3 separate regions of the Pan troglodytes genome follow, and all the other regions are linked to region 2. The links are chromatin contacts, called in public HiChIP or PLAC-seq maps. All regions are on one chromosome and are shown on one strand. Each heading gives the region's core, a stretch centred on a gene start, on an enhancer-like site or on the middle of the called end of the contact. The rest is flanking DNA. Distances are from core to core; before and after follow the strand shown. Region 1 holds the start of DNAJC22 (DnaJ heat shock protein family (Hsp40) member C22). Region 2 holds the start of KMT2D (lysine methyltransferase 2D). Region 3 holds the start of TROAP (trophinin associated protein).

Region 1 (3,226 bases), core at 418-2,917, 290 kb after region 2:
CCAGGAGGGGTCGGGACCCGGGCGGTACCGGAGGGCGACGGAATGAGAACGACAGGCCTTAGAGAACCAGAGAGAAGCCTGCCCAGGGCCTCCCCCTCCCCCGCTCAGCCCTGCCAATTCCCCCGGCAGGCTCCAGTCTCGCTTCAGCGGCCGCCACCCTTCGTTGCCCCTGGAGCCGCCGGGGAGGCCAGTGTCGGAGCCAGCCATGCGGCGGCTCCTCTCTGGCCGCTCCCGCGGGGCCGGGGCTTCGGCGGCTGCTGTCACGGAGCCGACAGGCCGGGCCGGCCGGGAAGGGGCGGGTGGCGGGGGGGAGAGGCGGCGGGGTGAGGCTGGCTCAGCGCTGGCACTCAGTGGGCGCGCAACGTATGTTTGCCGAATTGAAAGGCTGGGACACCGAGCGGCGCAGGGCAGAGGGTCGGAGGGCACAGGCGGGGTAGGAGATGGCCGAGACCGGGTGAGGGCAGAAGCCTCACTCACGGGGGAAGAAGGCACTCGAGGTCGCTCTGAGGACCGCTGGGCTGGGATAGACCACCCATCCCCCGCCGGGGAGACCCGGGTAGTAAAGAACAAGACAGAATGGGACAGGCAGGAAAGTTTGGACCCCACCTACAAGCGCCTCCACCACCCCAGCCTCCGATCCTTGTCACGCTCTGCTGGGGAAACCGAGGCAGCCGATGCTGAGAATAGCCAAAAAGTTAAAAGCGGGGTCAGCGACGAAGCTGGGGCAGCAACCAGAATTCCTGCGTGGGTTTTTTGGATTCCTCCGCCCACGCGGGGCCAGTTTGCGGGTAAATGCACCACCGTGCCCCGCACCACAGCTCAGACCCTTTCCTCTCGCTGCAGTTTGTCAGATCCCCCCACCTCCCACTCTGCACCAGTTTATAGAACAACAATTTGGGGAAAACAATCCGGGCGGAGTGACGGCCCCGTAATTGTGACAAAGTGAGTGCGGGCGGCTGGAGAGAGCGCTAGGCCGGGAGCGCTGCAGGGCGAGGCGGAGGCAGGGGCGCCTCCCCCCGCCCTGCCGCCCCCTCGTTCTTATTCCGGTCACCTCCCATCCCTCTCCTTGACTCTTCAATTCCTCTTCTCCCGGCCCCTCGCGCCTTCCTTCGCTTGTTCCTCCAACGCTCTTCCCTTTCCTCCCGGTAACAGCTCTTCTCCCGCTCCCCCGACCCCGTCGCCCCTCCCCCGGTGCGCTTTTTCCTCGCTCACTTCTCCCCTCTCCTCTGCCCTCCACTCGTTTCTTCAGCTTTTCCTCGCGCTTACATTGCCCTTGGGCCCCTGGCTCTCCCCGCACAATCCGCTTCTCTCCCTCCCCACTCCTCCCTTCCTGAGATCGAACCCTGAGCCCCTTCCCGACCCCCACTCTCTGGGCCGCCAGCGCAGCCCCGCATTTCTGGGTTCCTCGGGCAGTAAACCTGGGGGCGCGCTGCGGCCCCGGGTGCCCCGGCGGCCAGCCCCTTCCCTCTCCCTTGTATGGCTGCCGCCCCCGCCCCACCACCTGAGCCGGGAGATAGTTTGTTTGTCCAGCGGCGGCCGCCGCCGCCCGCGCTGTTTGCAAAGCTTAGCGCGCCGTCGCGCAGTGCGGGCCCAATTAAGTCTCATTCATTATTCAGCGCTCCTGTCCGCCCCCGCCCCCAGCAGTCTGAGGCGTCGCTTTGGGGCCCCTCCCAGCCTAGGCCCCTCAGTGAGCCCTAAGAGGTCATATAGAGAGCAGCATTTCCTCTCCAGGCCGAGATGAGGGCTGAGGGCGTTTGGAGGGAAGCGCTCTGCCTACTGCCGGAAGGTGACACCCGCGAGGCCGACCGTCCCCCGAAGCCCCCGCAAGTCCAGACTGGGGGACCTCGGAGATCCACGAGATTTCCAGAGAAGGAAATTGAGGCCCAAGAAGCTGCATGACTTAGCCAAGTTCACGGAGTAGAACCCGGGATTGGAGCCCGGGACATTGAAATGAAGGCGTCTTGCATTGCAGCTCCGTTGCAGCGCAGAGGCGCAGGAAGGCAGACTACCACGAGCCTCGGGCTGCGGCCTCGCCCTCCTGGTCGAGCCTCCTGCCCTCCAACCCTCTGCTCCCGTTTCTCCCTCTGGTTCATAGCCCGCGGGACAGAGCAGCCCTGGATTGGGAGGCTCCTCAGGTCTCAGGCTCAGGTGCAGAAGCAGAGCCCCTAACTGGAAGGCTCGGAGGTGGGCCGGTGAGGCAAGCAAGCCCTGTGGGGGGTTGAGGACTGCTTGGGTTGGATGTCCCTCACTGCAGCCTGTCCGTGGATGTCTCTGCCTTAAGGGAATTGGAGGTGGAACCATGCAGTCTTGAAGGTCAACGGAGCGTGAAGAGAGGAGCGGGCAGCTTGAGGTGAGGGAGGAGTCACCTTTCAATTTGTAGGGGTGGGAAGAGGTAATCAAGGACGTATTCTTGCATTTACAGGAGTTTATCCTTTTTTTTAGCACTACAGATAGGAGCGTCCCTTGCTCCTGCCAGGCAGCCCCTCCATAGGGGCAGTCCTGTGCTGCTGTGCCTCGGTACCCGCACAAGGTGTCCGGGGACCGCCCGGACCCGCCCTTCCATCGGCGGCAGCGCCACCTGGCGGCCATGGTGCGGTGGTGTGGGAGGTGCTGGGCCCGGGCTGGGCACTGAGCCCACCGGAGCTGCAGGCGTCTGCAGAGCCTTGCACCGAGTTTCCCCGCGAGGGCGGGCGGGGAGGAGTCCCAGGCGGGAATGTGATCCCCAGGGGGCCGGGGAGGGCCCTGGGGAGGAGCCTGGCCTGGGGAAGCCGGACTTCCGTGACACAACAGACACAAAAGACAAAGTCCATTTGGATGGAAGTGGGAGCAGGGCGAGACGGGCCATTTTCACTCTGTGGTCAAAGGAAATGACTGGTCTGACTCGGTCTGGGAGCGGGGCACCCAGGTACGGCCACTTAATTTGGGAGTAGCGGGTGCTGGCTGGTGGTCGCTCCAGATAGAGGGAACACTGGCAGGCACGCTTGGCGTCCAGTTTGATATTGTGAGGATTCGTCCAGCTGCTGTGGAGTGGCTTTCCAAGCCGGCCTCCGAAAGAGGTGGTTGAATTGTGGGGTGCCAAGGTCTAGGTCAAACGAAGTTTTCCAGGATATTTTAATAAAGGGAATTCAGGACCCCTTTCAAGTTTGACCTGTGGGAAAATCTCATGGCCTGGAGAGTTAGGAAGGCAGGAGAGTGGCTAAAGCCTGGGCCAGGTGTGGGAGGGCAG
Region 2 (2,907 bases), core at 282-2,781:
AAGGGTTGGAGAGGTCTGGGAGGGGCTTGCAGGACTGGCCAGGGACTCATGGGCAGCCAGCTCTCCATACCAGGCCGGGAGAAGGCAAAAGACAAAAGCCATTTTTTGCAGCCTACATTCGCAGGAAGTAAATCTCAACGGCCTCCTCTATAATCCTCTGGAGATTAGATCCATCCCAAGAGGAGGGGAGGCAAAGCAGGCTAAGACAGCACTCGGCCTCACTGGGGTCACTTTGCCAGGCAGGGGCAGTTTAAAGTTGAACAGCAGAGCCAGAACTGCCCCAGCCCCGCCTCCTTCTTGCCCCAGCTACCCCCTTCATCACAACTAGTCAGTTTCCACACACTCTCCCTTTGCCCAGTGAAAGAAGGCCTGGTGAAGGATCTGGGGTTCCTTGAGTTTTCCAGGGACTGCTTTGGGTGCCCAACTCGGTAGGAACAACCTTAAAGTCCAACTGGCATAAGTCTGACCTGGCAGTGATCACCCTCCCCCACCATCCCAAGTTGCTCTGTCCCAAGGCCCACAAGGAACCCTGAAGGGAGAAGCAGCAGCCTGGGATTGGTGCTGGCATCAGGGCCCGGGTCCTAGTTTAGTCGAGCTCCCCCAACACAAAAATAAACAGGCAGAGAGGCTATCTGGCCAGGTTCCCAAACTCCCGTGGTTCCCTGAACCCCCAGTCTTTAAAGAGGCACACCCCAAGACACCAGGCCTCAGTTCTGCCCTGGTGACTGGCTCAGGTTCCCTTGACAGACCCTGCCAAAGGAACGCTCCCCAGCTCTGGCACCCCCTTCTCCAACCTAAAGGCCAGCTCCGGCTAAGACAGTCCATCTGGCTGTGCCCCCAGTCCAACCCTTTCTGGGCCCTGGCCGGGCGGACTTCACTCACCTCTTCACAGGGCGATCCAGAAATCCTCATCCGAGAACATGGCCAGAGCCCGGGCCGCTCCCCGACCTCCAACCGCCAGAGCGATCACAGCCGCCCCCCGCACGGGGGGGCTTAGGGGGGCCAAGAACGGTAAATCCAGGTCGGAGTGGCCACCCTCCCCCCACAAAAAAACAGCAAGAAGCCAAAGAGGGGTTCTCTGCCTCAGGTTCCAGCAGTTTAGGTTTCCATGGACAGCCCCAGGGCGGCGAATCCCGAGCGGACACAAAGAGAGCACCGGTGGCTTTGATCTTGGGCGAGCAGGCTCCGCATCCGCGTCGCCGGGCGGCCTCTCAGTCCTAGGGCCCGGCCAGCGCCCCGGCCGCCCGCGCCGGGCTCGGGCGGAACGTCGAGGCTCTCCAGATGGAACGTCGAGGCGCCTCCCCAGCAGCCCGGAAGGAATGCCGCGCCGCCCCGCGCCTGGCCCGGATGGAACGTGAGACCCTCGCAGGAGCGCCGAGCCCCTCTCCCCGCCCCGGCCGGCGCCCGGGGCCGCGCGAGCTACGGCGACGCGGGGCCGGCGGGGCCGCGGGGCTGAACCTGACACACACCCAGCGCCGGGCTTCTCGACCCCGAGCGCTCACCCTCGGCGGCTTCGAGCCCCCCACCTTCTGCTCCCCCCGGGGAAGGGAGGAGGCTAGGTAGGCGAGGAAGAGGAAGGGGCGGGCGGTGCGAGCCCTCTGCCCGCTCCCCTCCGGCCGCTCCAGGCCCTGCGCTCGCCTCCCTTCCCCTCTGGCCTCGGGAGCTGCCCCGCCCCCGGCCTGGCCGGCTCTGGTCGGTGGCACCCCCTCGACCCCCAGCTGACTGTGATCGCAGGCGGCCTAGAGGTGCATGGCCCAACCCCGGCTCCCGGCACCGGGGGGTCAGGAAACTGAGCGGAAAGTGGGGAACGAGGCAGCCATTTGCAACCGGAGAGGAAAGTAGTGCAGCGCGGCGCCGCTCCGCCTCCCCCCCTCCGCCTCCTGTTCGGCCGGTAGGGTGGTTCCTGCGAAGGGGCTATTTCCTGGCCCAAGAGCTGGGCAGCGGTCGTGAAGATTCGTGAAGCCTTCGGCGCTAGATCCGGGGGGGCCTTTTGCCCGGGGCACCCCACTCGAGAGGGGGAGAAAGGAGAAGAGGCGGCCCTATTTTGTGTTGGAGCGGAGCGGCGGAGGGATCCCGCCCTCTCGGAGGAAAGGCTGTGACTCTGCAGTTCTACGCACACGCTGCGGGATCCTTCCGCTCCGGGTTAACCCCGACCGCGCCGGGCCGGCAGCAGGGCAGACACGTGGGAACGAAGCACCCCTCCTCTCCGCCGCGGCCCTGGAGCCGCCTCATTTACCGCCCAGGCCGCGAAACTAGGACTCTGGCCGCTGTCTAATTCCATACCCTTTGCAGTCGTTGGTCCCTGAAATTCCAACTGCCCCTTGATTTGGCCAGGGGCAGTCTTTCCCGGGAGGGGGATGGAAGAAGAGCCAGGAGATTGGCCGCTGCTCAGCATCCTGGGAACTGGAGTCCGCAAATGGAGAAAGTGAGGTACGGCGCCTGGCGCTGCAGAGGGTGGACTCTTGCCACGTTTGGGGACCCGAAGAAAACTGGACGAGTCCCTAGTCGTTCCTCCTGACTCCCAGTCCCCCGTGTGAGGAAGGACTGTCGGTGCCCACACAGTCACTATACACACCTCCCCATCGAAACATAAAGGTAGAGCCTCCCTTTTCAGGGTGCCCCCACTCCCACCTCCAGTCCTTCCAGATATTCAGTACCCGTGTCCCTTTTTTAGTAAACTGAGGTAGCCTCGCTGCTACCTGGCCGGAGTACTGTCCTGGACAAGATCGCAAAACATACTCTTTGCAGGCACCACCCCCCCCCCCCACCATAAGTCTGGATGAGAAAACATTGGAATGCCTCTTCTGCATCAACGCACACATGGGGTGGACAAAAGGAGACAAATTAACTATGTCCAGATACTTTATATATTCTTAGTTATTCCTCGCCTTCATTATGAGTTACATG
Region 3 (2,996 bases), core at 320-2,819, 260 kb after region 2:
GTGGTGCTAACAAAGAACAAGAAAGTAGATGGGCCGGGTGCGGTGGCTCACGCCTGTAATCCCAACACTTTCGGAGGCCGAGGCAAGTGGATCACTTGAGGTCAGGAGTTCGAGACCATCCTGACCAACATTGTGAAACCCCGTCTCTACTAAAATACAAAAATTAGCTGGGCATGGTGGCTGGTGCCTGTAATCCCAGCTACTAAGGAGGCTGAGGCAGGAGAATCGCTTGAACCCGGGAGGTGGAGGCTGCAGTGAGCCGAGATCAGGCCACTGCACTCCAGCCTGGGAGAGCAAGACTCTATCTCAAAAAAAAAGAAAGAAAGAAAAAGAGAAAGAGAGAGAGAGAGAGAGAAAGAGAGAGAGAAAAAAAGAGAGGAAGAAAGAAAAAGAAAGAGAGAAAGAAAAAAGAAAGAAAGAAAAAGAAAAAAGAAAGAAAGAAAGAGAAAGTAAGAAATTTTTTTTCTTTTTTGAGACAGAGTTTCACTCTTGTCACCCAGGCTGGAGAATGCAGTGGCACAATCTTGGCTCACTGCAGCCTCTGCCTCCTGGGTTCAAGCGATTTTCCTGCCTCAACCTCCCAAGTAGCTGGGATTACAGGCATCAGCCACCATGCCCAGCTAATTTTTGTATTTTCAGTAGAGACGGGGTTTCACAATATTGGTCAGGATGGTCTCAAACTCTTGACCTCAGGTGATCCGCCCACCTCAGCCTCCCAAAGTGCTGGGATTACAGTCATAAACCCAGCCGAAAGTAGATGATCTTTTTGTTGTTGTTTGTTTGGGTTTTTTTTGAGACGGAGTTTCGCTCTCGTTGCCCAGGTTGGAGTTGCAGTGGTGCGATCTCGGCTCACCTCAACCTCCGCCTCCTGGGTTCAAGCGATTCTCCTGCCTCAACCTCCTGAGTAGCTGGGATTACAGGCATGAGCCACCAAGTCCGGCTAATTTTTGTGTTTTTAGTAGAGACGGTTTTCTCCATGTTGGTCAGCCTGGTCTTGAACTCCCAACCTCAGGTGACCCCCCTGCCTTGGCCTCCCAGAGTGCTGGGATTACAGGCGTGAGCCACCGCGCACGGCCTGAAAGTAGATGAATTTTAAAGATGCATACAATTAATAAAGATACCTTACGTATCTTTAAATTTTTTTTTATAGAAACAGGATCTTGCTACATTGTCTAGGCTGGTCTGGAACTCCTGGCCTCAAGCGATCCACCTGGGCCATCCAAAGTGCTGGGAAAGACGCCTGTAACCCCAGGCTAGACAATGTAGCCAGATCCTGTCTCTACAAAAAAACACAAAAATTAGCTGGTGGCAGGCACCTGTAGTCCCAGCTACTTGAGAGGCTGAGGTGGGAACTCAGGAGGCCGAGGCTGCGGTGAGCTGAGATCGCACCACTGCACTCCAGCCTGGGTGACAGAGTGAGACCCTGTCCCAAAAATGCATAAATAGTAAAATTAGTGAGAGTGAATGAGAGATGGGATATGTAAAGGGAGTGGGAGGAGTTAAGGAGTAACTCCTCGGTTTCTGGCTTGTGTAAGAATAACTTCTGTGATTGGTGGGGAAAATCCACCAGAGTTCTGTTAAGTGTTGTTCATTTCCTGTCCCCCGTTAGGGGTTACCCCTTCCATCTTAAGCAGGATATTCTAGGATCTCTCAGTCTCACAGCCTTGCCCACCAATAACCAGCAGGTGAGCCCCCTCTCCCCAGACCTCTAGATCTGCAAAAGGCAACCTGGAGGCAAGGAAATCCCCAGCTGTGAGTAGCCATTCAATTCTGGTGCTGTGGTAACTGGGTTCAAAAACAATGAGTCTTGTTACCTACCCGTAAAATGAAAGACACCTCATCAGACACCTCACTGGATTGTGAGGCTCCAAGGAGCACACATATTGTTAGGCTCAGTTCGATTCCCTCCAGCCCTCTCCGCCCGTTTGAAGGCAGTTCCTTATCCCGGAGACAACGTACAGATGTTCTCTCTTTCCCTCTTTATTTTTTTTAAGACAGGGTCTCTGTTGCCCAGGCTGGAGTGCAGTGGCGCGACCACAGCTCACTACAGCCTCAACCTCCTGGGCTCAACACGATCCTCCTGCCTCAGCCTCCAGAGCGGCTGGGACTACAAGCGCGCACCACTGCACAGGGATTATTATTATTATTTTATTATTTTGTAGAGAAACGGGTGGGAGTGGTCTCGCTATGTTGCCCAGGCTGGTCTCAAACTCAGCTCAAGAGATCCTCCCGCCTCGGCGTCCCAAAGTGTTGGGATTACAGGCGCCTGCCACCGCGCCCGGACGCAGATATTTTCTATGGGCATCTGGAATGGCGTCCCCAAAGCTTGGCGCCGTGCTATGGTCAAGCCGGGTCGGGGGCTCGGGCCAGCCTTCAACACCGTTGGCAGCAATCGGAACGATCAACTGTACCCTCAGTACCGCGACCTCGCCCGGTCCTGCCAATGGCCGGCCCCTAGCCGGTCCCGAGGCCTCGCGAGAGCTCCCGTGGCTACGCCTTCCCCGGCCTCGGAACGGCCCCATCCTTCCTCTTTCCCCGCCTCCCAGCGGCGCTCCACTCTCGGATTGGCTGATTGATCCGAGTCAGTTTTTTTCCTCGCCAGAAAGCGGTTCGACAATTGGTCCTTCTTTTGGCCCCTCCTGCGATGCCCGCGGATTGGACGGCTGAGTCTGGCTACGCGGGCCTCCGCGGGAGCGCGACCGGGCCAATCAAGAGCTTGGCGTATTTTACAAACTGAGAAAGTAGCTCCAGCAGTACCCGAGAGAGTCAGAAGAAAAGCGGAGGAAGCTGGGTAGGCCCTGAGGGGCTCTCGGCAAGGTAAGGCACGGGGGTCTTGGAGGGAACGAAGGCTGCTGGGTTCATAGGGAGGAGGACAGTTTGGGGCCCGAGGGCGAAAGAGTAGGCTCGGGGTGTCTGGAGATAGCACCCATAAGAGCGGTCTTGCAGGCGCCGGGGGCTTGTGGGCGCGTGGATTAGGGCGGAGGTATCAGGGATGG

The links. HiChIP or PLAC-seq counts read pairs in DNA pulled down with a chosen protein or histone mark.
Region 1: an H3K4me3 HiChIP or PLAC-seq map of stem cell-derived excitatory neurons shows a contact between it and region 2, with 3 times the contacts expected there. The contact joins the promoter of DNAJC22 here to the promoter of KMT2D in region 2. A contact is called at or near these places in 1 of 7 Hi-C or Micro-C datasets (stem cell-derived neural progenitor cells) and 1 of 1 datasets of contacts at active chromatin or transcription factors (stem cell-derived excitatory neurons).
Region 3: a contact with region 2 is called in an H3K4me3 HiChIP or PLAC-seq map of stem cell-derived excitatory neurons, with 2.1 times the contacts expected there. The contact joins the promoter of TROAP here to the promoter of KMT2D in region 2. A contact is called at or near these places in 1 of 7 Hi-C or Micro-C datasets (stem cell-derived neural progenitor cells) and 1 of 1 datasets of contacts at active chromatin or transcription factors (stem cell-derived excitatory neurons).

What each region holds. Positions count from the first base shown.
Region 1 is chr10:46,520,069-46,523,294 of NHGRI_mPanTro3-v2.0_pri, reverse strand. It overlaps DNAJC22 (DnaJ heat shock protein family (Hsp40) member C22), which reads left to right and starts at 1,667. Exons shown (of 3, transcript XM_522378.8): 1 at 1,667-2,350.
Region 2 is chr10:46,808,479-46,811,385 of NHGRI_mPanTro3-v2.0_pri, reverse strand. It overlaps KMT2D (lysine methyltransferase 2D), which reads right to left and starts at 1,531. Exons shown (of 56, transcript XM_063785689.1): 1 at 883-1,531.
Region 3 is chr10:46,544,959-46,547,954 of NHGRI_mPanTro3-v2.0_pri, reverse strand. TROAP (trophinin associated protein) reads left to right here and starts at 1,569. Exons shown (of 16, transcript XM_016923482.4): 1 at 1,569-1,685; 2 at 2,603-2,817.